Linked DNA regions of Rattus norvegicus: region 2 is linked to region 1. The links are chromatin contacts, called in public Hi-C maps. All regions are on one chromosome and are shown on one strand. The core of a region is the stretch at or near the end of the contact, and the rest is flanking DNA. Distances in the headings are between cores, read along the strand shown. Region 1 holds the start of Lrig2 (leucine-rich repeats and immunoglobulin-like domains 2). Region 2 holds the start of Ppm1j (protein phosphatase, Mg2+/Mn2+ dependent, 1J).

Region 1 (6,164 bases), core at 1,767-4,266:
AAGGTGAAAATAACATCCAAGATACATTTGGGGTGAAAAATGTAGAAGTACTCGCTGGGCCAGCTATCAAGATATATTTGAAGGCTACTATAATTTAAAAATATAGTACTTCCCTATGGAAAGTTCATTTGATTTTTGATACATAGCAGATGTTTAATAAGATTTCTGATTCATGACATAGCACTTCAGACTAGCAGTGAAAGCGCCATGCTTTCCCTGAATGAAGCTAAACTCACTGGATTATCACATGAGAGAAAAAAAAGAATTTGGATCCCCTTTCTCCCCCACCCCCCTCTTTCTTTCCAGTCAGGGTTTCTCTGTGTATCCCTGGTTGTCCTGGAACTCACTCCACAGACCAAGCTGGCCTAGAACTCAAGATCAGCTTGTCTTTGCCTCCCTAGTGCTGGGACCAAAGACATGGGATACCTGGATCTTATCTTAATCGCATGCAAAAGTCAATACAGGGGCCAGGGAGATTGTTCATGAGATAAAGGCATTGTTGTCCAAAGCTGATGACCTGCATTCAGTCCCTAGGACCCACAAAAAGAGGAAGGGAGAGACTTACTTGAAAAGTATGCTAGAATCATGGCATATACACACAGCACCACAGATCATACACACACACACACACACACACACACACACACACACACACACACACACACCACAGATCATATACACACATATACTAGTCAGTGGTTGGAGAGATGGCTTATCGGTTAAGAGCACTGGGTGCTCTTCCAGAGGATCCAGGTTCAATTCCCAGCACCCAGAGGGTTTACAAAGAACGGTTTGTGACTTTATTCCAGGAAATCCAACTCCCTCTTCTGGCTACTTTGGGCACTGCATGCACATGGTAAGTAGTCATATATGCAGACAAAACATCTACATACATAAAAATAAATACATTTTAGATTTTAAATCAATTCCAGACCAAAAATATATGCAAATATATAGAGGTTTTGGAAGAGAATTATCAGAGACTTTTTTTTTCACTTTGGAGTAGAAATGGATGCTTTAAGATGTAAAAAAGTTATTAATCATAAAAGAATGAGAAATTTAGCTATATTAAAGTAAATTTGCCAGGCATGGTGGTGTACCCCTATAACCCAAGCACTTAGGTTGCTGAGGCTGAATGCTCTTGAGTTCAAGGACACCTTGGACTGCAGAGTAAGACCCCTATGCTATAAAAATGTAACTGGAGTTGGGCCAGGTAGAGATATGGCTAGGCAGTTAGAGCACTGGCTGCACCCGCAGAAACCCAGGTTTGATCTCTAGCACCCACAACCTTCTGTGACTGTAGTATCAGTGAATCCCTTGCCTTCTTCTGGCCTCCTCAGGCACTGAATGCATGTGGTACACAGGTAATAAATACATGCTAGCAAAACACTCACACACATTGATTAAAAAAAATAATCAGGGGCTGGAGAGATGGTTTAGTTTTTGTTCTTCTTCCAGAAAGTCCTCAGAGATCGGAAGAGGGCATCGGAATCCTCAGAGTTCGTTTCCTACTGTCCAGTGTGTGTGCTGGGAACTGAAACCTGGTCCTCTGCAAGAGCATTATGTGCTTATTTAACAGTTGAGCCATCCCTTCCGTCCCCAAAGTGTAAATTTTTGATTTAATCCAACATCTCTATCATTTTTCTGACTTCACATTTTTCTTCAATGATAATAAATTGTAGTTGCTGTTTATTTTCATGTTTCTCCCATGTTTACTGGGAGAAAGGAGAAGAGGCAGAAGGAGACAGTTTTCTAAAAGTCCTATGCAGTAGACAAGCACATGAGGACAATCAGAAAAGTAATTTTAACCCAAAGGCATGGCCTGGATGGAAATGGCGTGTGCGTGCGCACTCGTGCGTGCATGTGTAAGTGCCACATGGAGATCAGAGGATAGGGACTTGCAGGAGTTAGTTGTCTCATTCCACTAGGTGGGGTCTGTGGATCCAACTCAGGTTGATAAACTTGGTGGCAAGGCTATTAATGCTGAAGCATCCTACCCACCCTGTTTTTCTTTTCTCCTACTCTTCTTTGATACAAAATTTAACTATGCAGATGAGGTTGAACTGGGACTTGGGTTTTCCTGCCTCAAACTCCCAAGGAGAGCTGGAATTGCAGACATGCTGGTTTGTACCTGGCCTGCAAAGTCTTTGAAAAGTACAAACACATTACAGGTCAGTGAACCATTACTGATATTTTCAGTCTTTCTCACTTTGTAGGTAACCCACGGCGGGGAGAGCACAAGGTAGCTAGTTTCCGTAGTTCCCAGTAAGTCTTTACTTTAGGATAATTTCCTTCCAGCCTTCACTTTGTTGATTGCGCAAAAACCACGAACAGAAACCAGAAAACCCACATCCCCAAACTAACCCTTTATCTATTTGTCCCACTTGTTTTTCTGACGATGAAACAATATTTTCCCAAACTGAGGAAAGAATTTTCCTTAGAGACAATTATTGAACTCCAGGCTACAGTAGAAGCTGGAAGTGTACTGATGACGAAACAGCGCCTCTGCTAGTGGGAACTTGAAGTCCTTTCACAGTGACAGCGTGCCATGCTCCGGGAGTACAAGCTGCCACAATTTTTCAGGGCAGGCGGTACGTGCCGCAGAGGCCGCCCTGGTTGGGATCCGGAGGTTGATGTGGTCGTTAGGCTTGGATCCCGCACTTATCTGCGGCTGCAGCTTGGAATGCAGTCCTTCTGCCATTCCCTTCTACCGAAGCCCAAGGAATAGGTCCTTTTCCACCACTACAGCAGATCAACCGCAGTGAGGATTTGGCGCTCGGGGTTTTGCTTGGCCGTTCTATTTGAAGGACCTAGTGCGCCCACAAGCGGAGGAACAGCTGCAGAACTGCAGAAGCAGCTCGGAAAGGGGGAAAGGGCCACTTTAATGCTCGCCTCTTAGGAGGCGGGGTCATCTTAGGCTTCGCCCCTCTCAGAACCCAATTTCCGACGCAACCTCATCCTGGGGCTCCGATTGGCTGGCTTCTGAGCGTGAGGACGTTGCGTCGCGGGGCGGAGCGGACGAGCGGTGTCTGTCAGTGTTTCAGCTCTACGCCCCCGACCGCCGCCCCCTCCCTTGTGGTCACGTCGTTTCCTCCTCTCGCCTGCTCTAAGGGACAGGTGACGGCCAGGGCTCTGGGTGGCGGTCCAGCCTCCGAGCATCTCTCCTCAGCCGACTCTCTGTGCTAGCTGCTGTCCTCGAGCGGGTCCCGGCCGGGGGAAGATGGCGGCCGCGCCCCGCGGCGTCTGGGAGCAGCGGCGCCTGGGCTGTAGGTTGGGACCCCTTGCACCGCTGCTCATGCTTGCGCAGGCGCTGCTGCTGCTGCCGGCTGCCGGAGCCGGCCTGTGCCCAGCGCCCTGCTCCTGCCGCCTTCCTTTGCTGGACTGCAGTCGCAGGAAGCTGCCGGCGCTCAGCTGGAGGGCACTGTCCGGCCCGCTGTCCCCTGACATCTCCAGCCTGTGAGTAGAGGGCCCGAGGGCGCGGTCGCCAGCGAATTCGGAAGGGAGCTGCTCTATTGAGATTGTGAACTTTGAATGTTAGGGTTTCCCAGTACTCGTGGGAAGATCGGGGTTAAGATCTGGAGACCTAGGGTATCTGTGACGTTCTGGGCTGGAGGTGTTTAATGTTGGACTCACGGGTCCTGAGCAGCACAGCTGAGACTCTGGATGGCTGTGGGTCGGGTCTAACCAAGTGCGAAGCCCTCTTTGGGCTGCATCATTTTTTTATTCCAGCTTGACTGGTCCTTGGGCACGTGATGCAAACACGATCTCTCCCAAAGATACAGGAGCTCTTTTTGTCCCCAGTTCTCCCATCGGCTTATTGTATGTTTCAGTTTTGATATTTGAGTTCCTGATAGAGTTGAAAACCTCAGCATGCATAAGGAAGATCATTGCTGATCCCTAATAATTTTGTAAGAACAGTATTCTTTAATAATCAGTTTAAAGAAGGCAAAGATTTTTTTCCTTCCAAATGAGGATGAAATTGTTTATACTATGTTGCTTTGAGTCAAAGAACCTTCATATCAGATCTCTTTGTTTATGTATGAGAGCCCAGTGCAGTGGTTGAGTGGATTCTGGAGTCTCTAGCACTGACTTTAAAGCCTGACAAACTCGTATTAGCTAGTGGCACTTGGAGAGCTCACTGGCTGGTCTGGTCTGAGTCAGTAGGTATTAAATACAACAGTAGGTATTAAATACTGCAATTATGAGACTTCTTAGCCACCAACATACAGTTATGTCTCTGCCACTAACTGGTCAACATGCTTATTAATTGACTTCTATAGTTACCTCTGAAAAAGAGTTATCACTAAAAATAGTTTTGTGATATAATTAAATACCAAGACTAGTTAGGGTCTCATTGGAAAATAGAATACAGATAGAACATCTGTATTGCAGAGGTTAAGTGTACATTTGCAGAACGTATTTATAGGTTAGCATAGATAGGAAAGAAGCTAACTTGTATATTCATTGAGAAATTAGCAACTGCTACAGTTAATATAGAATTGCAGTATAGTAATACAGCTTCTGTCATTTTATGGTGATTATATCTGTAGTTTATTCTAGTTTGACTCAGACTTTGGTATTATCATGTAGCATAGTCTGAATTAAATCTAGCACAGCATCTTCTCTACACAGTAGGTGCCTTTTTTGAAGAAATTGTTGAGACGGCTACTTGATTATGATAGACTGAATCTGACAGAGGTTTAAACACAGTATGACTTAATGTAACTAATTGAAATAAACATGGCCTGCATTTGAAGATCCTTCATTGAGACTTGCTGAGTGTGCTTGTTTAGTATGCATGAAGCTCTGGGTTTGAACATTAGTGCTGAAAAAGAATAATAAAATATCATTAGTAAGTATATAATAATTGAAGTAATGTTACCACAGATGCAAATTGCCAGAAGCTGACATTTAGCTGGTTTTATTTAATTTTTTTTATTTTTTATTTTTATTTTTTTATTTTTTCTATTTTTCGGAGCTGGGGACTGAACCCAGGGCCTTGCGTTTGCTAGGCAAGTGCTCTATCACTGAGCTAAATCCCCAACCCATTTTTATTTTTTTAAAAGATTTATTTATTATACATAAATACACTGTAGCTGTCTTCAGACACACCAGAAGGGGCATTGGATCTTATTACAGATGGTTGTGAGCCACCATGTGGTTGCTGGGATTTGAACTCAGGACCTCTGGAAGAGCAGTCAGTGCTCTTAACCACTGAGCCATCTCTCCAGCCCTAGCTGGTTTGGATTGGTTTGGTTTGGTTCATTTTATTTTATTTTATGTCTTTTCCCTTTTGGGTTTTGAGAGGAGGTAAATGTCAGGTAGCTCAGGATGACCTCCAACTGTCTATCCTCCTGCCTCAGCTTACTGACTGCTGCTGCCCACAATTCCCAGCTTGCATTCAGAAAATTAAAGTTAAAATGAAATTGACATTTTTAGTTGAAGTGAAATGCCTTGGAGAACAATTCTCTAATAGTCAATTATTTTGAACATAGCTTCACTAAAAATTTCAAACCACAGGTGGAATGCAGCCGTGTTCTTTGTCAGAGTGTAATGTGAATGGCCTCTAGTCTATAGAGTCCTTGCTCTCTGAAACCTAACGAACATAGTGTCTACTGCTTATACTTTATCAGCATCTTGGCATCATTGTATGGTCCTCTTACATTGCAGGGCTTTTCTAACCCATAGCTCAAAATTCTCCTACTTTCCTCTTGCAAACCAGTTTGAAGATCACAGAACAATATGATCAGCATATTGCAGCAGCTGCCTCACTTTAGTGTGGAATTTATATATTAGTTTTCTTTTTTTTTTTTTTTTCTAGATAGGGTTTCTTTATATAGTTCTGGCTATCCTGGAACTCATTCTGTAGACCAGACTGGCCTCTACTTAGAGTTCAGCCTGCCTCTGCCTGCTGAGTGCTGGGATCAAAGGCATGAGTTACCACTGTTAACTTTTCTTGTTGCTATGACCAATTATCTTACGTACATCAACTCAAGGGAGTCTTGGCTTATGTTCTGAGAGATGCAGTCTGTTATAGAAGGAGCATGCAGTGGCTTGCTCACAGCTAAATGGAAGAGGAAACAGGTTTTTGGTTGTTGTTTGAGACTAGGCCTTTCTAAGTAGTCCATGCTGTCCTTAAACTCCTGTTTTTCCTCTATTTGTCT
Region 2 (6,093 bases), core at 571-3,070, 270 kb before region 1:
GATCAGTACTGATCAGCTAAACCACCCATAAATACACGAGCATCCACATATAATGGAGTAGTAAACTTCCCTACCAGAACTAATGGAATTGAAGCCACTTAAGGCTTCTGTGGCAGAGGGAGAACCCCTACACTTCTCCAATTTAGGACAGATGCCTGAAACCCCTGGGGAGAAGTGTCACCACATCCCTGGAGGTCAGGAAAGGGAATGAAGTATTACCTGGTTATGGCTAGGCTCCCTGGAGACCCCTGTAATGCTCCTCCGGCTTTCCACATACACGACCTCACAGCAAGCCTGGTCCTCATTGTGCCTGCTCTTGCCAGCATTGATGACCCTGCCAGGCCAGAGTGTCCCACACCAGGTTAGACACCAGATTAGGTCCTGGAATAACCCCTACCTTAGACTCTCACACACACACATCCTCTCCTGCTTGCTGGCCAAGCTGAAAAAGGTCACAGCTGCCTGGGCTCCAAGCCAGAGGGAAGAGGAGAAGGCAGGGCCAGCAAGAAGTACTGTCTGGTGGCAGAATGTACAGCCTCATAGAAAGGCCGGCAACAGTAACTGCCTGCCTCCGTTCCTCCATCCTTGGCAAAGGAGGCTTTCTGGAAGGTGGTGCTGAGGGTGTGTGACCAGACAGGGACATTAAGTTTTACTCCCCTGCCACTCAAAATTCTACATTCCCACCTCCAATCTCAACCAGCTCAGACAGTGATTCATGGGCACGTTCACCTTCATGGGCACATTCACCCTCATCCTAAAACGACCTAGTGAAAGTTCCAGTCTTTCTTAGAGTGGGGAAGTGCTCCGGCCCAAATAAGGTCTGTAGACCCATCCGGACTGGGCAGGAACCTCTCAGCTACAAACCCCTCAGTGACCCCACCTCCCTAGTGGCTTAGCTTGGCTTTCCCCAAAGATGATTTTTAAATATACAGGTTCTGAGAGCACGCTGCCTCTTGGGCTGTGCCCTACCAGTACCAATCTGTCTACAGACCCACAACCAAAGGGAACCGTCGCGCTCTACGGGCGGACCCCTCCCCCGCCCGGGAAGCCAGGCCTTCTGGTGTCGCGGGCTATTTCTGGGTATGGAGGGGGAGGGGACCGGTAAGAAGGACAGGGAACTGGGGCGCTGGGGCCAGGAAGCGGGTGAGCGAGTCTTTCCACTCGCGATCTCCCTGGCAAACCTTCTCAAACTTCCCCTCCCTTAGCCTGTGAACAGCGGGCCGCGACTGGGAACCCGCCAACTCATCCTCGGCGGTGTTCCCTGCGCCCTCCCTGGGGAGAGAACTGTCTTGAGCCGGCGAGGGGGAGGATGGGTAAGGTCCTGAAGAGGGTTGTGGAGGTTGCACCCCGTCCGGGGTATGGCTGGGAGGGGTGCAGGTTCCTGGGATGGTTCCCGGAGCGTCGTGCGGCAGGGGACGCATCCCAGCAGCCGGGATGAGTCTCCTGGGAGAATGGAAGTCCTATCCTCGTCTGGGAGCCCCGGGGGCGCTCACTCGGCATAGCCTGTGCTCCAAGGCAGGCGGCGACCGGTGTCCGGAGGGCTTTGCACAGCCCGGCCTACGTGGTCGTCGGCGCGTCGCAGGCCCCCGGGGCTCAGCTGCAGAAAGGTGGGTCGAGAGAAGCTCACTGGAGTCTCCGCGGTCTTCTGGGGCGCGGGGATCTCGTTCCCAGACTTCGTCCCGGGGCTCTTAGGTGTCTCTAGGGCTCCCGGAGGCGGTGAGATAGCTTTGGGCAGATCTGGAGACTTGGAGCGCTGGGAAGAAGTGCCACTGGAGCTCACCAGGTGCGCCACGGCCGAGCGCACCCGGTTTAGCATGCTGCCTCCGTGCCCCGCCCTCGGCCGTGGGCCCGCCCCCGGAGAGGCCCCGCCCCTAGGGCGCCAGGTGGGCGGTGCTCGCTCTTGGTCCTTGACAAGCTTCCCCAGGCTCTAAGCCACCCGGGAACCGCCCCACCCACTCTTTGCCTCTTCTCCGCATCCCTGCTTTGTCCCGCCAGAGTGTCAGAGGGAAAGGGTCTTTTGTAGGAAGGAAGCGGAACAAAGGAAGCATTTAAGTCGTGCTGTAGGTTAGACATCCGCTGGATTTAATCCGCTAGAATTTGCCCATTATGACGAGGCAGCCTCCTCGCGCTTGGTTCGGGGAGGGCCAGCCAGCATGGGGAGTAATGGAACTGATGACTTCAGAGCAAAACTTCCTCTTGGGTGTGAAGGACTTGGTGTGACAACACTTCGGGTTAGGGCTACAGAATCGAGAGCAGAGAGAGCTGGTGGGAGTCGCTGTGCTAACTAGGCCCGCAGCCGACTACCAGGCACCTGAAGGCACTATTCTCTTTAAAGATCATCTTCTCATTCCAGAGAACTGTCATTTCCATCCCACTTTCTCTGAACCGTTCCCCCATATTTAGACTTCTGCTGGCCAAGTTAGTAAAGCTAACGACATAATAAATAAATACTGAAGGACTGGACTCTCTATAAGGCACGTTCTAGTCATTAGGTCACTACACCAATGACGACGCAAGGCGAGCTACACCCATTTTACAGATGAAGTAGGAGTAGACAGTCTCCTGTTTTGTTCTTTTTTTAGATTTATTATATATAAGTACACTGTAGCTGTCTTTAGACACACCAGAAGAGGGCATCTCATCACACATGGTTGTGAGCCACCATGTGGTTGCTGGGATTTAAACTCAGGACCTCTGGGAGAGCAGAGCCACTGAGCCATCTCTCCAGCCCGTCTCCTGTTCTTTTTTTTTTTTTTTTTTTTTTTTTTTTTCCGGAGCTGGGGACCGAACCCAGGGCCTTGCGCTTGCTAGGTAAGCGCTCTACCACTGAGTTAAATCCCCAACCCCGTCTCCTGTTCTTTTACTAGACTTGCCTAAGATTCACGCAGCCACTGGAGATTCATATCCATTTCAGAACCTGTTACAGATACTGGTTTCTCTGGATTAGGAAAAAGGCGCAGAAGAGAGTGGGACTCTTAAATTCCCACCCTCTGAGGTTGCAAGCAGAAAAGGGATGCTGAGCGAGTTCTCGCTACCGCCAGGGGGAGGCAAAGGCCAGGCGAAAAGCTTGTCTGGGTCGCAGGAAAGCCCACTATTTGGACCCAGCACAGATGGGCTGTTTTTCTCTCTTCTCTAGGGAAGGATTGCTGTCCCGAGTCAGAAAGATTTCTGTGCTTATACTTGGGCTCTCTCATCGATCTCCAACACACAGTTTAACAGAAGTCAAGACCCTTCTTTGAGGGAATCAGCGACTCCCTGTTCTTAACAGAGACTCTACATCAAGGCCCTCAGCTGGGTGATTCCTGGTTATATCCTGGGTTAATAACCTGTGCCTCCTTTCTTGGCCATTTCTAAATAAAAATTCCACAGTGGTCATTCAAAGTACACAGACTCACTGTAACTAAGTCGTCTGAGTATGGGGGAGGAGGTGAGGCGGGTGAAGTTCAGGACAGAAAAATGAAACCACCAGGGTGGACTGGTAAAAGTCAGACTCAAAGAGAGCAGTAGAGGCAGCCAGGGACAAAGAACATATATCCTGCCACTATGAGTGTTTTCTTCCTGTCTGAGAGAAATTGATGCCAACTGTCTGATAAATGACACAGTGTCAGTGGGAAGCCAAAGACCGGAGGAAAAAATAACCTTTCGTTTTATTATTCAGTGTTTCTGGGTCAGTTTACTTATCACCTTTCCGTGTCACCCAGCTTCCGGGCTCTTCACAGCATCCATGGTGTGACTGCAAAGATGGGCCACAAACCTAGGATCTAGTGACCCCTGGACTCCAGTACCAGTTAATGGACAGTGATCCCAGCTGCTCCCCTGGACTCTGGAACCACTCTGGCTCCTGTCCATAACCAAACTCCAGGGTTCTTATGCTTTGAACCCCTCTCCTATTCTTAGACCGTCAGACCTCTCCGGTCATTCCCACACCTGGTCAAAAGACCTCTCCCTAAGGCTGAGAGGGAAGAGCAAGAGGGAAGGAGGCCAGAAAAGCACATTTATGAGATGTGTCCCTGGCTGGAAGCTGAATGACACTCCTCCATTACAAAGAACAGGGAGGGGTTGGGGAGGGGAAAGGAGCAGGGCATTCTCAGAATAAACACAGTGGCATACATCTGTAATCCCAGGAGGCAGAGGTAGAGACAGGATGATCAGAAGTTAGTAACTAGTACTAAGTACTAGCTACATAGTAAATTCCAGGCTAGCCAGGGCCACATAATGAGACTTTATCTTAAAGGGGAAGGGGGAATGGTTTAGTAGGCAAAAGTGCTTACTGTCTGATGACCTGAGCTCAAATCTCAGCACCCTGGAAAGAGAGATCCAGAGAGAGGGAGAGAGAGAAAGGGAGGGAAGGTCCCCACCCCTTGTCCTAGGCTATATGCTCAGGACCCGGAACAAGGCTCCTTCTTTGTTTCTCCCACACTATCAAGTCCCCAAAGCTTGTTTACTCTAACAGGAGCAAACACCTCTCCTGTGAAGAGGCAGATTCACAACACACTTCTACCCTCAAGCGTTCAGTGAATCCAAAACACGAACCTGTCATATTTTTGTAGTTGGGACTGTTGACCCTCTTCCTGATGAAGATACTGGGAACCCCAGATTTTGTTTCCAAGATTGCTGAGAATCATACCCATCACCCACTGGGCCATTCACCAGCTTCTTGAAGCCCTCCAGCCTGGTTCCCCACCCTGGTACTGCCCTTAGTCCTCCCAAGTAGGAGGGCAGCATGTCTATGCTGGAAGTATTTACTAACCCTCCTGGGTGTCAGTCCTCCTGGGTGTCAGCCCTCCTGGGTGTCAGCCCTCCTGGGTGTCAGTCCTCCTGGGTGTCAGTCCTCCTGGGTGTCAGCCCTCCTGGGTGTCAGTCCTCCTGGGTGTCAGTCCTCCTGGGTGTCAGCCCTCCTGGGTGTCAGTCCTCCTGGGTGTCAGCCCTCCTGGGTGTCAGCCCTCCTGGGTGTCAGCCCTCCTGGGTGTCAGTCCTCCTGGGTGTCAGCCCTCCTGGGTGTCAGTCCTCCTGGGTGTCAGCCCTCCTGGGTGTCAGTCCTCCTGGGTGTCAGCCCTCCTGGGTGTCAGCCCTCCTGGGTGTCAGTCCTCCTGGGTGTCAGCCCTCCTGGGTGTCAGCCCTCCTGGGTGTCAGTCCTCCTGGGTGTCAGCCCTCCTGGGTGTCAGTCCTCCTGGGTGTCAGTCCTCCTGGGTGTCAGCCCTCCTGGGTGTCAGCCCTCCTGGGTGTCAGCCCTCCTGGGTGTCAGCCCTCCTGGGTGTCAGTCCTCCTGGGTGTCAGCCCTCCTGGGTGTCAGTCCTCCTGGGTGTCAGTCCTCCTGGGTGTCAGTCCTCCTGGGTGTCAGCCCTCCTGGGTGTCAGCCCTCCTGGGTGTCAGCCCTCCTGGGTGTCAGTCCTCCTGGGTGTCAGTCCTCCTGGGTGTCAGCCCTCCTGGGTGTCGGTGTCAGTCCTCCTGGGTGTCAGCCCTCCTGGGTGTCAGTCCTCCTGGGTGTCAGCCCTCCTGGGTGTCAGCCCTCCTGGGTGTCAGCCCTCCTGGGTGTCAGTCCTCCTGGGTGTCAGCCCTCCTGGGTGTCAGCCCTCCTGGGTGTCAGCCCTCCTGGGTGTCAGTCCTCCTGGGTGTCAGCCCTCCTGGGTGTCAGCCCTCCTGGGTGTCAGCCCTCCTGGGTGTCAGTCCTCCTGGGTGTCAGTCCTCCTGGGTGTCAATTTGGAGCCACTGTGGTGAAAACAAAACAAAAAACTGTGCAACTTGAGAATCTCCCAATACACTGGTCACTTCCGGTGCCTGGGAAGCACCTTAAATAACAATTGACTGTACTAACAAAGAACTGGATACACACACACACAGACACACACACACCCACACATAGACACACACACACAGACACACACACACACACACTCACACACAGACACACACACGCGCGCGCACACACACACACACACACACACACACACACACCACCTCCTTTCCTCTTTCTTTCCTTTTAAGATATAGTCTGCCTGGGGTTGGCGATTTAGCTCAGTGGTAGAGCACTTGCCTAGCAAGCGCAAGGCCCTGGGTTCGGTCCCCAGCTCCGAAAAAAAAAAAAAAAAAAAG

Evidence for each region. A called contact is a pair of places that touch in the nucleus more often than the background predicts.
Region 2: a contact with region 1 is called in a Hi-C map of Schwann cells, with 5 times the contacts expected there. The contact joins the promoter of Ppm1j here to the promoter of Lrig2 in region 1. A contact is called at or near these places in 2 of 12 Hi-C or Micro-C datasets (the Rat2 cell line and Schwann cells).

Annotation. Positions count from the first base shown.
Region 1 is chr2:194,697,792-194,703,955 of GRCr8, reverse strand. It overlaps Lrig2 (leucine-rich repeats and immunoglobulin-like domains 2), which reads left to right and starts at 3,016. Exons shown (of 18, transcript NM_001107710.1): 1 at 3,016-3,456. The coding sequence starts at 3,221.
Region 2 is chr2:194,962,941-194,969,033 of GRCr8, reverse strand. Ppm1j (protein phosphatase, Mg2+/Mn2+ dependent, 1J) reads right to left here and starts at 1,820. Exons shown (of 10, transcript NM_001005540.1): 1 at 1,494-1,820; 2 at 220-334. The coding sequence starts at 1,816. It overlaps Tafa3 (TAFA chemokine like family member 3), which reads left to right and starts at 266. Exons shown (of 7, transcript XM_063282743.1): 1 at 266-1,313.